Regions from separate parts of the Sus scrofa genome. Here region 1 is linked to region 2. A link is a contact called in public Hi-C data. All regions are on one chromosome and are shown on one strand. Each heading gives the region's core, a stretch centred on a gene start, on an enhancer-like site or on the middle of the called end of the contact. The rest is flanking DNA. Distances are from core to core; before and after follow the strand shown.

Region 1 (4,543 bases), core at 1,340-3,839, 110 kb after region 2:
TACTTCAGCCGCCTGTACCCATGGCTGTATTTTAGACTTTATCGCCAGGATGTGAAATAACAAACCCAAATATCCAGGATTTACCCAGAACTTCTTACATTTCAATTGAGTCACCTTCATTTCCATTATACCTATTTATTTGAACTCTTCAGATTTTCAGGCACTGTTTCCCCCACTTACCTTATCCTCTCTGTTCCCCTCTTTCTTCTTTTTCTACCTACCTTGACCTTCAGGGTCCATCCCCTCTCCCCATCACCGCCCAGGGCCATGTCCTTTTGTACTCCTATTCCGTTGACCCAGAATTACCTTAATTTGGATCAGTCCACGGATCTCCTTTTCCACACATACACTGAGCTGACAGGTTTGCCAAGGATTCCTGGAGAAAACGATACAACCACATAACAGTGCATCAGAGCCATTGCAAACTTGCGGTCTTTGATATTAAATAACATGTCTATGTCACGGTCATCTTCAGCATCTTCAGTTGACTTGCTCTATTTTTCACAACAGTCATTTCATACCTTCACAGACGTCTTCCAGCCAACGCTCCTCCTTCCATCAACCCTCTCCTCGTACACACACCTCGAAGAGAAAACAGATACTGTTAGGCAGCTTTCTCAACAGCTTTCTCAGTTTCAACCCCCCCCCCATAGTAAGCAGAATTCTAAGATAGCCCTGCTGAGGTCACGCCCACGATTGGGTTCTGCTTTACAGTATCAAGGCTAAACTTTCCTTAAACCTAGAAAATAGGCATGGTTAAGAAATCCCCTCAACCTTCTGTGTCCCAAAATTCCTCCACCTTTTCACATTCTGAGAAATGGCTTACTACAAAGAACCATTTCTCCCAATAAAACTTAAATAAGATCTCCTGTCCAATATTCTCGTGGTTCCCGTAAGAATCACAGATGACTGCATTGTTTACCTTGACAGTTCCTTTTACATGAATTTTTTGACGTGAGTCGACTCAGACCATTCAACTTCCATTCTCTGTCTCATGATTGATTAGCTAAAATTAAAACTCTTTGTCCACCTGAAACCAGCTATCCACAGAGAAAAGCATGTCCTGTTCAGCTAACAAACTGAGACTTCAACTGTTGGCCAAACAATTCCAACTGTAAATCACTCCTTGTTGATTTTTTTTTTGGGGGGGGGGTCTTTTCTAGGGCTACTCCCGGGGCATATGGAGGTTCCCAGGCTAGGGGGTCTAATTGGAGCTGTAGCCGCCGGCCTACACCACAGCCACAGCAACTAAGGATCCAAGTCGCACATTCAGACCATAGCACCTCTCTATGAAATTCCAAGGCAAAACCACTTGTTGAGATATTCTGATCCGCTCTCCCTAAGATTTGAATAAAATCTGTATCCTCAAAAAAAATTTTTTTTTTTAAAGAGAAACTGGTCCATGTAAATGCTTTTCATGTTTTTTCTTCAAATGTTTACTTTTGAGAAAGAGTGTGGGGAAAATGTAATTATAATGTATACATGTAAGGATAACCTGACCCCCTTGCTGTACAGTGGGAAAAAAAAAATGTTTACTTTTGTATTTTACATGAGCCAGTTTTATGATCAAAAAAAAAAAATCAGTATCCCTTTTTGTCCAATTTTTTCTTCTTTTTTTTCTTTTTATGGCCACAGGTGCAGCATATGGAAGTCCCAAGCTAGAGGTTGAATGGGAGCTACAGCTTCTAGCCTACTCCACAGCCTCAGTCACGTGGGTTCCAAGCTGAGTCGGTGACCTACACCACGGCTCACAGCAACACCACATCCTTAACCCACTGAGAAAGGCCAGGGATCAAACCTGCGTCCTCATGGATACTATTCAGGTTCTTACCAATAAGCCACAACAGGACTCCTAGTAATTGTGTTTTGTAGTGTGTCATCTTGGAAATGGCTTCTAAGATCTTTCAGTAACTTAAACTCTTAGATGAATGTTAATCTGAGTTAATTAATGGATATTCATAGATACACAGATCATTTCTAAGTAGGATAGGATACTGAAACATTAATTGCAGAACATAATTTGCAGTTTATATAATATTTATGTATTTTTTGCCTCTTTTCTCTTTTTTTTTTTTTTTTTACGACTGCACCTATGGCATATGGAAAGTGCCAGGCTAGGGGTCAAATCGGAGCTGCAGCTGCCCACCTATACCACAGCCACAGCAACTCGGATCTGAGCCTCATCTGCTCCCTACACCATTGCTCACAGCAACTCTGGATCCTTAACCCACTGAGGGAGGCCAGGGATTGAACCCACATCCTCATGGATACTAGTCAGGTTCTTAACCCACTGAGCCACAATGGGAACTCCCAGAGGCTAAATATTTGGATCTGTTAATGAATATATTCATTTATGCAGCTTTGGGATGTGAATAGCTATAAAAAGTTATGAAATGTGTGTTTATAACCTCTACTGATCTGCTAAAAATGCTAGTGTATTCAGTCACAATTACCTAACCTCCTAGTTTTCCCTGTGAAATAGAAGTGACCAGTTAAAAGATATAATCAATATATGCAAACAAGCCTCTTCTCAGAGCAAAGGTGACAGAGAGGAACTTTGTAGGCAAAGTCTGCAGGGTAGGTTTTAGTTGCGCAAAAAGAGAGCAAATTTGTGCTGACGTAAACTGGATCTTCGTTCCAGAATGAGAAGGAGGAAAGTGTAGGAAAGAATTGCATGGATAAAGAAAAATCCCCCAAAGGAAATTTTAATTACAGTGGTCAAAGCGGGCTGAAGGTTAATGGATTTACTTACGAGATTGTCAAAAGTGTTTTAGTAACAAATACACCGACGTACGATGAGACTTTAGTTTTCTCACTGTTCGGGATTACTTGCCTGCCTTCCTTAGTAAGAGGTTGTAAGAATTTTTCTTTCCTTCTGAGAAATCTGCCTATAAAACAAGGATTCTGTATCTTATCAGAACTATTTCCTGTGTTTTATATTGATTTTATATCCTTGATTGTTTGAGTACAAAGTCTTCCTACTTTTGAAAGAGCTAAGGTTCTCTGCAATCATGCTATCTCCTATGTATACTTTTAAAATATTTTATTGTCATTTTGGTTGAAGAGGTGGCCAAGTATTTTTCACAGTAACCCATGATCTTATATAAGCAAGTGTTCAAACCTCCTCACAAATTTTGATATTTTGCCTTCCAAATTCCAAATCTCAAACGATATATTTTGCATTTAAGATTGATTTCCCAGAAGGCCCTTGTAAAATCACAAAGAACTTGTTCTTTTATCCTATAAAAAAGAGAGGTTCTAGAAATAACTAGTTTTTTTGTTTTGTTTTTGCTTTTAGGGTCGCACCCATGGCATTTGGAGGGGGTCAAATCAGAGCTGTAGCTGCCAGCCTATACCACAGCTACAACAACAAGGGATCTGAGCCGTGTCTGCAACCTACACCAGCGCTCACGGCAACGCCGGATCCTTAACGCTTTGAGCGAGGCCAGGGATCGAACCTTCGTCCTCATGGATGCTAGTCAGATTCGTTTCTGCTGAGCCATGACAGGAATTTCTAGAAAGAATTAGGTTTATTTGGAGTTCCTGTTGTAGCTCAGCAGGTTATGAACCCGACCTCTGTCAGAGGGGATGTGGGTTTAATCCCTGGCCTTGCTCAGTGGGTTAAGGATCTGGCATTGCTGTGAGCTGCAGCATAGGTCACAGATGTGGCTCCTAGCCAGAGTTGCTGTGGTTGTAGCATAGGTCTTAGCTACAGCTCTGATTGTCTTCTAGCCTGGGAACTTTTATATGCTTCAGGGGCAGCCATTAAAAAAAAAAAATCTTTCTTTGAGATTATCTTTGATCAAAAGAAGAATGATCATAGAGAGAAATTTTGTTTCAAAGGAAAACTGTAGCATACCCTTCTGACTCTATTCCCAAATTAGCAATAGCTGGAGTTATTAGACTTTAGCCTTGTTCATTGTTTTTGTGCTATTTCCACACTTGGTACATTACAGGTAGTTGATGGATATGCAAAAACTATCTTCTCTGGTAGAGATTTAAATGATTTCCTCCCCTCCTTGGGGGAAGCCTAGTTTGTATCTACCTAGAACTTGACTGGATCCTGTTACTTTACACACATCGTTAACACTTATCAAATATATGTATTTTTTAATCTTTTTTTTTTTTTGTCTTTTTGTCTTTTTGCCATTTCTTGGGCCACTGTCGAGCATATGGAGGTTTCCAGGCTAGGGGTCTAATCAGAGCCATAGCCGCCAGCCTACGCCAGAGCCACAGCAATGCGGGATCCGAGCCGCGTCTGCAACCTACACCACACTCATGGCAATGCCGGATCGTTAACCCACTGAGCAAGGGCAGGGACCGAACCCGAAACCTCATGGTTCCTAGTCAGAGTCATTAACCACTGAGCCACACTGGAACTCCGGCACTTATCAAATGTTTGATTCTTCCAGATTCCTTTACTATTTGGTTACTACTCTCCAAACTATGTTTTCTAAATTCTGTCCCTTCTGTATTCAGAAACTATCTTCAGATCTCTCTATATGCCGCACTGGCCTTTTCCCCCAGGACTGAAAGAAGCCCT
Region 2 (4,008 bases), core at 307-2,806:
CAATGTTCTGTATGTCTTTAGATAACTGAGACATACAAGTTAATGAAAGGCTTGTCTGTGAGCACGTCACAGCCTACATGATATAAATACATGGTTCGTGGACATAGGAGGCCAGCCTTCATCATTAAGGTTTCTATAGGCCACACAGTCACAGCGACGGATAAGCAGCATATATCCACCTACAGTTAGTACGTAGAATCTGCTTTTTCTCTTTACAATGAAAGCAATTTACAATTCTCTACCCCGAAGAGAGCTTATGTTTCAGTACTCAGCAAAGAGAAAGAACATAGAATCAATATTCCGTCCTTTTAAAGAATTACCATTGGTTCTTATCAACTTGCCTTGTTGATCAGCATCAGCAGTTCGTGAAACAAGTGCACTGACAGCCGGAAAGGTAATGCTAGACATGGCTGCCACTGCCCCGGCAGCCCACATCATCCTGCAATCAAAAGCAGCAAAACGGAAACGGTATATTCTTCTCTACTGTACAAAGTCAAAATACATATTTATCTTTTTTCTTTGGTCTTTTTTTCCCCAGGACCACATATGTAAGTTCCCAGGCTAGGGGTCCAATCAGCTGTAGCCACCTGCCTACGCCACAGCCACAGCAACACTAGATCCTAGCTGTGTCTGCGACCTACACCACAGCTCACAGCAACATCGGATCCTTAACCCACTGAGTGAAGCCTGGGATCAAATCCATGTCCTTGTGGATACTAGTCAGGTTCATTACAGCTGAACCACAACGGGAACTTCTCAAAATACATACTCAAAATCAAGTAACTCTCCCTCATGGCCTAATAGTTAAGGATGTGGCATTGTCACTGTTCTGGTGTGGGTTTGGCCTGGGAACGGCATACCACAGGAGTGGCCAAATAATTAAAAATTTTTAAAAAATAAAATCAAGTAATTCTTACTGAGAAATGGCTGGGGAAAAGGAAAAGCAAACTGTCCTTGCTTTTACTTCTTTCCTATGTGACTCTGGGCAAGTCATTTAAAAAGTCTAACCTGTTTACTCTTCTAGAAAGCAGAAATACAACCACTTATTCACAAGGACGGTATGGCGTTTTAATGTAGAATGGGATATCAAACATTACATCCAACTGGACAGTGTATTGGGTGTTATTTCTGCAGGGCTTTGGTTGGGGTGGGGGGGTAGATGTTGAGAACCAGGTATAATCCACAGGAAAAAAAAAAAAGTGTTTTCAAACATTTGCTAGTAACTGCTGGCAAGGTTCCCAGAGACTTGTGATTCAATGGGAGGAAATCACTAATTTGATCTAAATGTACTACCAGCTTGATGTTTAAGTGTTTTTGATAATTTAAACTGAGCATCTCTGAACAAGCGAGACTGAAAACTAAACATCCACTAAAACCCACTCTTGGTGCAGAGATGATGTATTCAGCTGAGTGAAACACTCCTGCAAACTGGTGTTGGGTCCCCTAAGACCTGAGCACAAGGAGGTGTGCATGGGCAGCCTGACACTCGCAGCACCGTCCCTGTCACCTCCCTGCAGGAAACCACACGGGCAAGAAGAGCAAAGAGTCCTCCCAGCATGAAGCTGGGACCAAAACAACTGGACTTTGCCCAGTTCTGGTTTGCCCTCAGTAATGCTCACAGGTGTTACTCAACTTTTTTTCCCTAACCTTGATGCCTCGGGATTCCATGATTTTCCTGACAGACCGAGCTGGATTAAATGCTCATTAGAGATTCAGAAACTCAATTATCTCATTCAAAAACCCCAGCTGTCCCTTAGATATAAAATGCTAGCGTTCCCGCTGTGGAATGATGGGATCTGCGGTGTCTCTGGAGCACTGGGACACAGGTTCCACCCCAGCTGGGTACACTGGGTTAATAACTTAAGGATCCGGTGTTGCCGTAGGTGCAGTGGAGGTCGCAACTGTGACTCGGATTTGATCCAAGTTCCCTGGCCTGGGAACTCCATGTGCCACAGGGTGGCCAAACAAAGAAAAATGTCACTTTGCTATCCTCAAGCCACTGTAGAATATGCAAATACACAAGTGAGAAATCTGCCATATACATTTTGAGAGAGGGGGAAAAAAAGCATACTAAGAGAAGTTAAAAGTATAAGCCTTAGCTGAAAAGCAAAAATTAGGAACTATGAAAATGTTGTCAATTACACCTCAATAAAGCTGAAAAAAAGAAAAGACAAATATCAAAATTAAGAAAATTAAAATATTTATACCTACCAAGGTTCTGAACCAAATCCATACCATGCCAGCTGTAATATTTGAAATCCCAGACCCAGTAAAATGGTGTTCTTATTTCCAATTGACCTCATAAGTAAACTTAAGACTATGGTCTGGAAAATAAGAAAAACCAAAAAGGTTAGAATAAACTTTTTAATACTGAAAAAAGACAAAATACTTAGTGGCTTCTTTTGATCTATAATATAAAAGTACTATTATCAGTTTTTTACATTTGGACTTTTCAGCAACAATTGTCCTGAAAATATCTGAAACCATTACTCCAAGTCATATAAGCAGAAGAAAGGTTTCCTCTGTTGCTACAGATCCAGATTCAGGGAAAAAGTCAGAAAACTGAAAATAGAAAGGTGAACTTTGTGTTCAATACATTTCTACTGAGGACTACTTAAAATCAGAAATTGTTGGAGTTCCCCTGTGGCTCAGTGGGTTAAGGATCCCAGAGTTATCATTACTTTGGCTCTGGTTACAGCTGTGACATGGGTTCAGTCTCTGGACTGAGAACTTGTGCATGCTGTGGATGCAGCCAAAAAGAAAGAAAGAAATTGCAAACAGTAGAGTCAAAAGTTCTAACCTATGGATAGCCCTGTTACATAATAGTTTTTAGGTCCAAACTGATCCAAAATGCTTTTTGTCCTGACTGAAAATAGTATAACTACTCATATATCCTTCACCTAAATTAGCCTACTGCTAAAACCACGATGCTTTTATGAACAGGACATCAGTTTAACAAGTATGACCTGAAAGTGGTATTATATTACAATAATAAATAAGAACACGGCCTTGGAAAAACAGCCTCAATCACCATCTTGGCTCTAACCATGTGACCCTGGGCATGTCACTTCACTCAGTTTGGTCTCTTGCAAAATCATATTTATTTCAAAACTTCATCATGTGAGATAGATGAAATGATACACTGAGCGTTCATTGTGCCTGGCATAGTTAAGCATTTCAGAAACAGTATTATGGGAGTTCCCGCTGTAGCACAGTGGGTTAAGAATCCAACTGCTTGGGTGGCTTGTGTTGCTGTGGAGGTGCAGGTTTGATCCCCGGCCTGGTGCAGTGGGTTAAAGATCTGGCGTTGCTGCAGCTGTAGCTTAGATTCAATTCTTGGCCTGAGGAACTTCCATACAGCATGGATGGGGCCATAAAAAACAAAAAATATTATGAACTGGGTTTTCTTGGTTTTCCTTTTTTTTCCCTTTTTTTTTTTGGTGACACCTTCAGCATCCAGAAGTTCCTGGGCCACAGACTGAACCCATGCCACTGCTGTGACTTGCACCATATCGGTGACAGTTAGGTCCTTAAATTGCTGTGCCACTAGAGAACTCCTTTTCTTTCAAAGCTAATAAAAATCCAACAATAATTTGGGGACATTACTATTAAATACACCCCTTAAGCTGGTTAAGTCCAAAGAAGAAGTGAAAATAATTCAGGAAATCAGTATTTGATGAACTGGCTGATACTCTAAACTCAAAATTACTCAGTATGAGTTTAAAATTCTTTAAGTTGAGACAACCATGTAAGAGTTGAATCAGATTTAATCACAATTAAACCAGTGGGAAGCAAATTATTCTTAAAAAAAAAAAGATTCTTTACAACACTCATAGCTTTCTTAAGATTCTTCCTTGAATTAGATAAGAACAAGATTTAGCCACAAAAAGGGGACTCAGCCGGAGTAAGCAGTTAGCAGAGAAAAACTCCCCGTGTATATGATATTCTACCCAGGACACTGATTTTCTCCCTAAGGCAGGAACTTTTTTCTCATTTATTTTTGTATCC

The links. A called contact is a pair of places that touch in the nucleus more often than the background predicts.
Region 1: a contact with region 2 is called in a Hi-C map of liver, with 7 times the contacts expected there. The contact joins two enhancer-like sites. A contact is called at or near these places in 3 of 47 Hi-C or Micro-C datasets (epiblast stem cells and liver) and 1 of 2 datasets of contacts at active chromatin or transcription factors (alveolar macrophages).

The regions. Positions count from the first base shown.
Region 1 is chr4:118,160,117-118,164,659 of Sscrofa11.1, forward strand. LOC110260374 (a long non-coding RNA gene) reads right to left here. Exons shown (of 4, transcript XR_002343577.1): 2 at 522-582; 3 at 307-376. Among named protein-coding and RNA genes, the nearest start is that of SLC35A3, 37 kb to the left of the region's middle. Within about 2 kb of position 2,590, at least 8 of the 83 cell types and tissues checked have an H3K27ac peak or open chromatin away from gene starts, as enhancers often do. A contact at or near this core is called in liver, where this site is marked.
Region 2 is chr4:118,052,430-118,056,437 of Sscrofa11.1, forward strand. MFSD14A (hippocampus abundant transcript 1 protein) reads right to left here. Exons shown (of 13, transcript XM_013997351.2): 9 at 2,212-2,324; 10 at 342-439. Among named protein-coding and RNA genes, the nearest start is that of MFSD14A, 36 kb to the right of the region's middle. Within about 2 kb of position 1,557, at least 5 of the 83 cell types and tissues checked have an H3K27ac peak or open chromatin away from gene starts, as enhancers often do. A contact at or near this core is called in liver, where this site is marked.